Linked DNA regions of Gossypium hirsutum: all the other regions are linked to region 1. Evidence: chromatin contacts called from public Hi-C data. All regions are on one chromosome and are shown on one strand. Each heading gives the region's core, a stretch centred on a gene start, on an enhancer-like site or on the middle of the called end of the contact. The rest is flanking DNA. Distances are from core to core; before and after follow the strand shown.

Region 1 (2,812 bases), core at 44-2,543:
GATCATCATTCAACACTAAATTTGATTCGCAATAAATTGAACTAAAATCCCAACTTTTAGAAACACCAAAATTATCAAGATCGCACTAGAAAAAAGGGTATCATAATGCATACAATTGTTAAAACGGAATAAAGATACTCACAATTCTCAATCCAAATCTTCTTGCCTCGTCTCTGCATTATCACCTGGTGCAGGACCAGGTCCCCGAGCCTGAAACGGCCAAGGCAGCGATATCCTAAAACTCCTCTCGACAGTCCGATTATCCCCATCAGACCTCTGCCCACTATTATCACCGTCATTACCTCCACTGGTCCCTTGTGCCCCGCGAACCCTCCTCTCATAATCAGGATCATCAGTAGGCAGCTCGTGACGACACACGGGGCACGAATTATGCAATTCCAGCCACGGCAATAAGCAATCCTTATGATAAAGATGCTTACAGGGCATCTGCTTGGCTTCAGTCCCTTCCTCGAAATCGTCCATGCAAACTGCACACTGGTTGAACTCCGAATTCAAGTTACTCTTCGTTATATTCACCAAAGGCAGCGCTTCAATGGCTGATTTAGATGCGGGTGGGGTCCCATACCGGTTAGGGTCGTTTTCGGCCAGCTGCTGGATCAATTGCTCAAGGCCCGGCCCGATGAAATAATCCCCGATGTTCGCCGGAAGCCGAAAGCCCTGGTCGGACGGATTGTTCTGGATCACGAACTCGATCTGCGCCCCGCTTGAACGCAGATCGTTGAGATGATTCTGGATGAAGGTAAACGGATCGAAAGCGAACGGGTCGCCTCGACCTGAGCGGGTCGGCCCAGATAGGCTAGGGTTATTAGGGTCAATAGAAGCAGAGGATGAGGTAGTTGTGGATGAAGAGGACGGAAAAAGGAGCGGAAGGAGGGAAGCGAACGGATCCGATAACGTCAAGAAAGGGTCATGGAACGGGATTGAGTTCGGATTCGGGTTTAGGAAACCGGAGCCTTGATTAGGGTTTGGGTTGTCGTATTCTTCGAGGAAACCCTCGTTGCAAATGGGACAAGTCGGATCAGAAGAGGGAGGGGATATTGTTATGTTAACGGTACGGTTGCATTGGTAACAAAAGAAAGGCTTATTGGTTACGCCGACGGTGTTAGCGCCGCCGCCGCCGGTGACGTTCCCGTCGGACGACATGTTTCACCTTTTAGAATTGTTTTGGACGGAAAAGCCAGAGAGGAAAATGATATGTGTATTGAAGGTGGTCTTTTAGGGAGATCAATTTTCTCTTTTTAGAGGCTTCTAGAAGCTATACCAAGTTTAATTAATTACTTTTTAAATAATTAGAGGGTATTTGATGGTCACTATTCACTACTACAATCTAATTTCTTAGCCAACAAATTTTTGAATTGTGCCCACCCTCAAAATATTTTAATTAAATTTTTACTTATCCCATTATTAATTTGTATATTAAATATTCGATTAAATTTTAATTTAATTGACATTATTACTTATCTTAATATATAAAAATATACGAATTTAAAAACATCTATTATCTTTCAATTTAAAGGTCATGAACGAATTATAATTTATTTAAGTATTGTCATAAAAAATAGAGACTCAACATTTAGCCAATTGGTTAAAGTTGTAAGCTCTATAATTATATTCTGAGATGGAATTTAGGAATTGCTTGTTAGTGGTGTGCGTGATAAAAATGTTTTGCTCTAATCAATGATGTATGAATTGCACCAAAAAAATACGAAAATATAATTACTATATGGACAACTTGAATCTAATATATTAAAAATCGTTTGCTAGTGGTGCAAGTAGTAAAAGTGATTTACTCCTACCATTAACGTGTGAGTTGTAAAAAAAAATAATCACATAAGTGTGATTAGTCCCAGATAATAAATGTAATCAATTAATCTTCTAAAGATAGTTAATGGTTATAAAGTCTTTTCATGGTTGATAACTAGAGAAACTAGCTTAAGGTCATGCCAATGCCGGGCTCAACCACCTAAAATCGTTAGGTGGGTCGACAATGTTAGGTCTTGCTTACTAGACTAATGAAACCACCCATACCCGTATAACCATTGCAAATACATGCTCCAAAAATACAAATAAGTTGACCTTAAAAACGACAAAGAAATTAAGCATAAACACCGCATAGGGGAAGTTACAAGAACCTTAACCTAAGACAACTTTTAAGCAATACAAGTAGCTATCGTTGTTATACTTTAAACGTTGGATCGACTGACCACTAACTCTAATCAGCCATCAACCCATCAAACAAACAGGCTACATGATTATTGCTTCAGTCAAGGTCTTGCTCCTACCCCTGAATGAATCAATCAAATTTCAGCACAAATCTTTCCTTTGAGGAAGTCCCACCTTCCTCAACCCCCTCGGTCCTTCTTTCTTATTCTTGTAGTGGTAGCTCGATTAGCTTCATTCCATCACCTCCTCTCAAACAACTTAACTAATGTTTCATGAGTTCAATTTCCTTGGGCATAGCCCATCAAATGTGTTCCTTCTCTACCTTTTCTAGAATCTCTTTTGATTTGTAGCAATATCTTGACTCATTTCCTCCTACCCAACTCTAAGATTTTCACTAGACCCGATCCGAAGTCCAAAGGTCCGCTTGAATGGTAAAAAGGTTGGCCAAAAATGCAAGTTCAAAAAATCGGTTTAGGCAAAAAATAATGCATGTTTTTAAACGAGTCAAGTTTCAGATAAAATTTTTTTATTTTTGACTTGGCCTGACCTGAATCTATTGTTTTGTTGTTGTTTTGTTACTATTTTGTTGTTATATTGCTATATTTTCTTATTATTATTTGAATATTAT
Region 2 (2,810 bases), core at 304-2,803, 420 kb before region 1:
GAGGAAATAAAAAAAAGTTAAATCTGAGTTAACTTCTAGCATTCCCCTGCATTTATTAAAGAAAGCACTCTTCAGAAATTGGTTGAAACCAGTGCCACATGATATGCAGAAAATAGATTTTCAAATAAATGTTCAGCTATACTACTATTATAAGCATGTAAATTATCAAGTGTACAAATAATGCCAAGACATATTACCCGTTTTGCACCAGCTTGAGCACAAAATATTGAAAGAATGCCTGTGCCACATCCAACATCCATTACAACCTGTAAGCATGATCACAAGCAATAGTGAGGAAGAAGAATGAACTAGCTAAACGTTCTTTGGACTTCTGAACACGGTTCTTAAACTGACTAGGGCCTTTGAGATCCAAATACTTCATATCAATGTTCCTATAATAGACAAATGCATTTCATCCGGGTAACTGGATGAAATGGGAATCACAATGTAACCAATTACGGTAAAACACACACAATAACAGAAGTATCCTAATGTTATAGATCATAAATAATTTTATAACTGAAATAACCACAATGGTATTACTTTGCCTTCAATAAAACTCTGGTGTTGCATGATTGCAGCCCTGTAAATGTCAGTTCGAACTCGATCCTGTATGTTTCAGAGAAAAGGTATGATCAGCGAATTGTCATATATTTTATTATATGTACAAAAAGGCAAAAGGTGATCCTAATATGCAACTGATAGTCAAAAACAGGCTCACAACTTTGTCAAAAGTATACATCACTTCAAAAACATAAAACCCTTAAGCAACAAATCATAATTTAAAGAACTCGAAATTTGAAAGAGCTCAAGTCAAGAAATATCCAATCACCAAATAAAGAAAGCAAACTTGAATTCCTATGTTAAAGCACTCACTCAGAGTCACCACCTTGGCAACCCCTACCTCACATTGTGACAAACCATAAAAATTTCTTCAAATACACTTAAAACCTCCAAACAAAAACAAAAACCAAATGAGCTAAAAGTAAAAGAAAACTCACCCAAGTTCCCGAATATTGAGAAGAACAAAGTAAACCCAGTAAAGAACAAATGGTAGCAAGCGAAATAACAAAAAAAAGGAGGAAAATACCTTGATCATTTCTTCATGGATACCAACGTGAGCATAAGAGTGAAAGTAGGCCATGTCGAAGTCCGTGCAAGGCGGAGGTGCTTTCTGCTCTTGCTTGTCATCGTCGTCATCGTTATTGTAGTGATGGTGATGGTGGTCGGAAACCCTAAAGCCGGGACGGTGGCGTGATCTACGGCCTCCCCTCCTCCGTCGACCTCCGCCTCGCTTCTCTTCCGAACTGTGCTGCTGTTGATTTTGGTGGTAGCCATTACTGTAACCTGTGATTCCATACATTTTTTTGTTCTTCCTTTCCTTCTTTTATTTTATGGGGTGGGTAAGATAATCAGCAATTCACCGGCAATGCTTTGGAGAAGGTGAACAACGGCAGCGGTTTTGTTGGGATTTTTTGTCGAAAAAAACCCAAACAGAGCAGCAGATTGCTTTTTTACTGTTTATTTGACAGACCAAATCAAATGAAATAAGGGTTTAGGATTAAAGTTAACCTGGATTATGTTTGAATTGAAAATTAAGGTAAATTACATCATTAGTCACTCAACTATGGGTAATTTTCCTTTTTGGTCATTAACTAAAAAAAGTTATAATTTCGTCACTAACTTTTCCAAATTGTTTTTGGTAAACTACACCTAAGGTCACTGAACTTTTAGTAAGTTTATATATTGGTCTCTAAACTTAAAAAATTTATAAAATGATCACTAAAATATTTGAAAGTTTACGTTTAAGTCACTGGACTATTAAAACTACTCTTGTATGACCTTTTTGTTCATATTGCTTACACTAATCAAAAGCTCTCGTTCCTCTTCTCTTTTATAATTCAACTTTTTATGAAACAATTTTGAACGTCATAAATCTGTAAACCAATATTCAAATAGCTTTCTTCTCCAATCATTGACACTGACCATCAGATTGATTTGGATCTAAAATATGTTATACTCGTTGATAAATATTGTTCCACTGTACCGATTGTTAAATTATTGCTTGGAGCTTATTAGTCAGTTTTTTTTTAAATTAACAACTTGGTGACTTACATAAAAACTTTTGAATAGTTTGGTGACTTAAATGAAAGTTTTCGAATACTTCAATGACTATTTTATAATTTTTTAAAGTTAAGTGACCAAAATATAAATTTATTAAAAGTTTAGTGACCTTGGATGTAGTTTACCCATTGTTTTTTATCAAGTGGCACTTTTTTAGTTGGTATAATAACATTTTAATCCTCAAAATTTGTTTTATTGTCAATTTAACCCTAATTCTATATAAAATTTATTAAAAATCAATTTTTTTAATTCTATTTAAAAAATTTAGAAAAACAAATAAAATATTGAAATTGTTTCGTTGAAGAACTTATATGTATAAGAAATAAAGAAATTATCATTCAATATAATCCAATAACAAATTAAAAACAGAACAAAAAACGGTTATCTCATTACACGCTTTCTCAATGTTTTTCGAAACCAAATTAGTAATATCTTCAATTAAAATCCTATGTCATTGAAAAACATCTTAAACTATTGATAATAGAAAAGAGAGGATCTTGAATACTATTCGAAATTAAGAACTACGCGGTGAGCTATTAAATGGCTGGAAAAGGCCCGGGCCCACTTACAGAAAGTAGAAATGGAGGCAGATCAGTTTCGAGTGAATGGATACTCTGAGATTGAACGAGAAAAATTGAATGTTATAGAGGCTTGTGAAATCAACTATGATACCAAATTTTAGCAAA
Region 3 (2,860 bases), core at 143-2,642, 370 kb before region 1:
AACAGTACAATAGCACATTTCCCTTTAGAACTTCAAATATGTTGGACCTCTATATATGAGTTTGCACAAAGGATTAAAAAAGAAAAGAAAACTTTTTTAAAAGTGACAAATAACCCAAAGAAACATCAGCTGTAAGATGGTTATAGGAGAATCAAAATACATATCCCAATATCCAGCAGCAATGATAGATCAAACCTCAAAATGTGAAAACTATGAGAAAATGATTCTCCTTCCTTTCTAACTTATGAGTAAAATAAGCTCAACATGCAATCGCATTGAGGTGCGGATTGATAAAGTGTGTAGAAATCCTGGTCTAGCTGATTCATTTTCATCTTTTGGCCAAGTAGAAAAGTGTAGCAAGGAACAACCATGATAATGTGCCATGTTTTCTACTCTTAATTCATTCCCCCAAAGGAGAAAGCAAGAACTAGCATTTCACTCATAAATGCACTAGTTACCAACCAATTAGCAAACTTCAACATTTACATACAATTCCCTTTCTTCAAATAAACATAATACACAAGTCAAGAGAAACACTGTAGCAAGGAACAACCATAATAATGCGCATGTTTTCTACTCTTAATACTTTCTCCCCACAAAAATGGACTACGGCAAGAACTTGCATTTCACTTACAAATTCACTAGTTACCATCCATATAGGAAATTCCAACATTTACATATATACATGTATATTTGAAATTGCATATTTTCAGTATCAAATAAACATAATACATAAGCCATGAGAAAGGAGACATTAATTCAACATATAATTCATATAAAGGCAACGAAAGAAAACTTCTAGAAAGAAAAGTATCCCTTCAGATTTACAAAATATCTAAGAAAAAATAAAGAAAAATGGTACCTGAAAAGTGAGGCTGAAAGGGTTCTTAAAGCCGCGTTTAGGCAAACGCCGCCGCATAGGGGTCTGCCCTCCTTCAAATCCCAACTTGCCATTACCTCTAGCTTTCTGTCCTTTATGTCCTCTCCCAGCCGTTTTTCCTTTACCAGACCCAATCCCTCTCCCTTTCCTCGTCTTCTGTTTTCTGGGAACATTGTCTCTCAGATCATTCAAGCTCAAAAGACTATAAGACCTAATACCCTGAAACCATAATGACCCATTTTTGCTAATGGGGTTGGAACATTGGAGAGATTGCAGGGAATGGAAATGGTGGAGTGGTGATGGGCTGCAGATGGGTTTGGTCTTGAGGAAATGAGAAGAAACTGAGGATATTGAAGGGAGTATTCTTCTAATCATTGCAAAAAATGTTAGGGTTTCGGGGCTTTCAATCGAATTGGGAAATTTTGATCATGTGTTACGGTTGTGATCTAGGGTTTCGTTTCATAAAAAAGTGACCTAGCTTGTGGGAAATTTTGATTTAAAGGGTAAACTACAACACAGGTCAGCCAACTATTGTCCTTTTCCTTTTTGGTCACCCAATTACCAATTTTTTAATTTGGTCACCCAACTATTACCCCTTTTCTCTTTTGGTCACCTAACTATCAATTTATTAAATTTGGTCACTCAACTAATCGAGATTGTTCTCTTTTGTCCATTTCCGTTAAGTGCGATTGACAGGAGAGTAACATGGCAATTGAAAAATCGATATAAGAATAAATTTATCCCTCAATTTTTGCATTTTATGTCAATTTAGTCATAATTTTAAAAAATTAACCTTCAAAATTTATAAATAATCTCAATTTGATCCTCAAAACTTACCTTCCTCTTTCGCTTCCCCCACACCACTACCATCCACCTCCTCCTCCAAGTGGGGCAACTAATTATGAAGATGACCATGCTTTATAATAAATAAAGAAAATTGGAAAAAGGTTGTTTCTTACAACTGGGCAATAAATTAACAATCAATTGCAATCTTCTAATTGCTGAGATATTAATATTGTTATTAATTTATTGTTTATGCAACTCTGTCCCCAAATGGGGCGAGGCTCCACCAAACTCTGTATAAACCAAACAGGAGAAAGGTGAAACTAGAGGTGGAGGCAACAATGATAGTGGCGGTGGGACAAATCGAAAAAGAAAGGCAAATTTTGAGGATCAAATTGAAATTATTTATAAATTTTTAGGATTATTTTAAAAATTATGATTAATTTAATATAATATATAAAAATTAAGGGTTAAATATATCAATTTTTTAACAGCCAATTCATCCACCCATCAACGGCACTTAATAGAAAGGGACCAACAGAAATCTCAATTAGTTAGATGAACAAATAAAATAAGTTGATAGTTGAGCGAAAAAAAATTAGGTGACTGGTGGTGTAGTTTACTGTTGTTTAAATTAGTGATGTCACTGTGTTAGAAGAAGAGAAGCTTTGGGATTTTAGGGTTACTGAAAACGACAACTGTTTTATCTTTGGAAAAACTGTGGGTAAATTTTATAAATAGTGATTCAACTATTAGTTTATTTCCATTAAATCTCAAATGGAATGTTGATTTGATTTTTTTTTATTGGTATAATAATAAAATTATCCCTCCAATATTTAGAGATTTTATAAATTTAATCTTAATTATTAAAAAAGTTAATAAATGCAACCAGTAACTTTACACATCCTATCAATTTAATATTGATTTTTAGAAATTAAATTTTTTAATAAACTTTAAAAACAGAAACTATATTTAATTTTTTTAAATAAAATACATATAAAGTTATAAAAATATTTATAAATAAATAACTAATTTTCTCATTTTCTAAAATGACATTTATTTATTAAAATAATAATTTTATAAATAAAACAAATTAAGGAAATAAACCATGAAGAAAACTTAAGCAACTTTTTTTCTTTTTTTCAACATTAATGACCAACATATTCATGTTGGGTCAAAAACTATAGCATGAGGTTG
Region 4 (2,800 bases), core at 211-2,710, 400 kb before region 1:
GACCGAAGCCACGGCCAACGCAGCAGCGGCTGCTAGAGGACGTTGAATGATTCCTGACAAGGAACCCATATTGAAAACCCAAAAGACAAACTACCATACCAATATGAACCAGCCCACAAACAAACATTAAAAACCCAATCCAAAACTCATAAAAAAACTCAACATGATCAATACCCAGAAAGCCAAAACACAAAAGAAAAAACAAAAACAAGGATCACCTGCGAAAATAAAGAGAACCCATTTATGACCCCAAGAAATTGAATCAAATAGATAAATAAGAAACGTGAAAAATAAAAAAAGCAAGAAAATGTTGTCAAGAAGCAAATAAGCAAAAGCCAAGGTTGGCACTTGTCAAAGCAATGGCATATTCGATGGCTATTGCTGTATATTCTTTTCCTATTCTTACCTTGTGTAAATTAAAAAGGGGTTTGACAAAAAATCGGGCTGTCAAAGAATGGACATTGACAGCCCGAACAATATCAAACACCGACCAAAGAACCCTCCTTTGTAGTCTCCTACTGCAAGAAAAGGAAACTTTTTTCATTCAACCAAAAAAAAAAAAAGAAGGCCACAAAACATGAAAGTCGTTATAATAATTAATTGTTATATAATTTAAAAAAAAAAACAGCGCGTGCTTGGGGTGTTTTGCAGAATCAGCCTGCTCAAAAATATTTCCACTAATTGAATGCCACGTGCCTTTTGTTCAACCCTGCACGACAGGGATTGATAATGTATTGAATGACCCTTTTGCCCTGTTGGTTCCCCTTTTTTTGGACCCTTAAAAGGATAGGGAAAGAGATTTCAATATAGAAAAGTTAGGTTAGGGGTAATATAGGAAAATCAAATTAAATAAACGCAGTGACCTAAAGGAAAGAATCTTGGATCATTGGATGTAACGTGACGCGGTCAAAATTACAACTAACAAAAAATAAGAAAAGGGAAGACCTGTAAAAGTGAAAAAACGGCAACCGAGTCAACTCGGCCACAACTCAGTTACCGCCAAGAACACGAATAACCGTATTAGTCGCTCATTATTCAATGATTTTAAAAAAGAAAAGTCCAAAGGGTTTTTCAAATTGCCAGACGAATTCACAAAAAACAAACAAACAAACAAAAAAATGAAACGATGGAAATCGAAACGCGAAGAGAGAAAAGGTTTACGATGATTGAGAAATTAAATGCAACCCTAAATCATGAAAAAAGAAATGCAGGCCATGGAAAATACTATACAGATTTGGATTAAGATGAGGCTTTCAAGAAGAAGACAAGAGAGAGAGAGAGAGAGAGAAGGATAAAGAAGTCACCTGAAACTCTTAAAGGGTTGAAGATGGTAAAGGCGATTTTAGATTGCTTGGTATTTAAACTTATTTGAATCAAATGAAGAGAAGATTTTTGCGGTTTGGGTTTCGATTTTCGTGACGGAAATAATGCGCCCCCTCTCTCTGTAATTTTTGTTGTTTTTCTTTTTCCTTTTTTTTCCCCATAATTTCTACGCTCTCAATTAAAAAGATAATTGATGCAAATTTTGGAATATATTAAATAAAAATTATATTAAAAATGGGGTAAATTATTAAAATAGTCACTTTTATTTTTTTAGATTACATTTTAATTACTTATGTTTAAATGTTACGTTATCATATTATAACATTTTAATCATTCAACGTTAATTGTTGTTAATGGTGTAACAGTAAACTAACATGGCATGTTAAATTATCATATCAAATGAAAATTTTATGTTAAATTATACAATTGGTCCCTATATTTTTTTTGTTTTGAGAAATTTATTTTTTTCTTTTACGTTAAAAGAGATGGAGAAGGGAGGAAAGTAAAAGCGAATTGAAAAGAAAAAGGAAAAGTTAAAAGAACATAAAAAAAAGTGTTCTAAAACAAAAAAATATGGGGGCCAATTATATGATTTAATTTAAATTTTTTGTTTGAAATGATGATTTAATGTGTCACGTCATCTTACCATTACACTGTTAACGGCAATTAACGATTTAGTGACTAAAATGTTACAACACGTTAACAGAAGTGATTAAAACATAACATTTCAAACATAAGTGACTAAAATGTAACTTAAGGGGAACAAAAGTGACTATTTTGATAGTTTACCCTTAAAAATATATTCTTATATCTTTTCAATCTTTTTCAATTTTAAAATTGAGAAAATTTAACCCTTAGAACTTCAGAATAATTAATCATTATCAGCTTTAAAAGTGAGCAATTAAAGGATAATCAATCACAACATTGTCAATTATACATAATTTTGATTGATATAAGAACAAATTTAACCTCAATATTTACACGTTTACACAAATATTGGAAGCTAAACTTATTACATCAAGACAAAATTATTAGAATATGTAAATTTAAGGGCTAAATTTATTATTATACAAATCAAAATTATGCACAATTGACAAAAAGACATTAATGTTGTGATTAATTGTCCTTAGATGTTCACTTTCGAAATTGACAAAGATTAAATTTTTCTAATTTTTCTTTTTTTGAGAATGACCAATTAATTAATATAAAAATTGAGAAGGATGGGAGAAGGCCTTTTACCTATATTTTAATTGAAGAAAATTCACATGATTGAAAAAAATCTACTCACTTAAAATTACTTGTAAAATATTAAAAAAAATTGGTGTAATAAATTAAATTTATTATTAGGACTGTAATAGTCTTGATGTTTTCTTTATTAAAAAAAGAAAAAGTATCTAATTATTGGTAAATGAAATTTATACCATTTTCTTTATATTTGATTAATATTCATATTCCCTGTATTACAACATATTCATAC

Evidence for each region. A called contact is a pair of places that touch in the nucleus more often than the background predicts.
Region 2: a contact with region 1 is called in a Hi-C map of leaf, with 1.5 times the contacts expected there. The contact joins the promoter of LOC107949005 here to the promoter of LOC107949231 in region 1. A contact is called at or near these places in 4 of 34 Hi-C or Micro-C datasets (anther and leaf).
Region 3: a Hi-C map of hypocotyl shows a contact between it and region 1, with 3 times the contacts expected there. The contact joins the promoter of LOC107949011 here to the promoter of LOC107949231 in region 1. A contact is called at or near these places in 5 of 34 Hi-C or Micro-C datasets (fibers, hypocotyl, leaf and 1 more).
Region 4: a contact with region 1 is called in a Hi-C map of leaf, with 4 times the contacts expected there. The contact joins the promoter of LOC107949007 here to the promoter of LOC107949231 in region 1. A contact is called at or near these places in 12 of 34 Hi-C or Micro-C datasets (anther, callus, fibers and 1 more).

What each region holds. Positions count from the first base shown.
Region 1 is chrA04:83,170,387-83,173,198 of Gossypium_hirsutum_v2.1, reverse strand. It overlaps LOC107949231 (E3 ubiquitin-protein ligase RING1), which reads right to left and starts at 1,293. Exons shown (of 2, transcript XM_016883977.2): 1 at 143-1,293. The coding sequence starts at 1,164. The coding sequence ends at 148.
Region 2 is chrA04:83,586,254-83,589,063 of Gossypium_hirsutum_v2.1, reverse strand. It overlaps LOC107949005 (probable protein arginine N-methyltransferase 6), which reads right to left and starts at 1,553. Exons shown (of 14, transcript XM_016883701.2): 1 at 1,091-1,553; 2 at 544-609; 3 at 198-266. The coding sequence starts at 1,363.
Region 3 is chrA04:83,541,529-83,544,388 of Gossypium_hirsutum_v2.1, reverse strand. LOC107949011 (50S ribosomal protein L15) reads right to left here and starts at 1,392. Exons shown (of 4, transcript XM_016883706.2): 1 at 863-1,392. The coding sequence starts at 1,255.
Region 4 is chrA04:83,566,191-83,568,990 of Gossypium_hirsutum_v2.1, reverse strand. It overlaps LOC107949007 (transmembrane protein 53), which reads right to left and starts at 1,460. Exons shown (of 6, transcript XM_016883703.2): 1 at 1,305-1,460; 2 at 407-518; 3 at 1-218. The coding sequence starts at 69.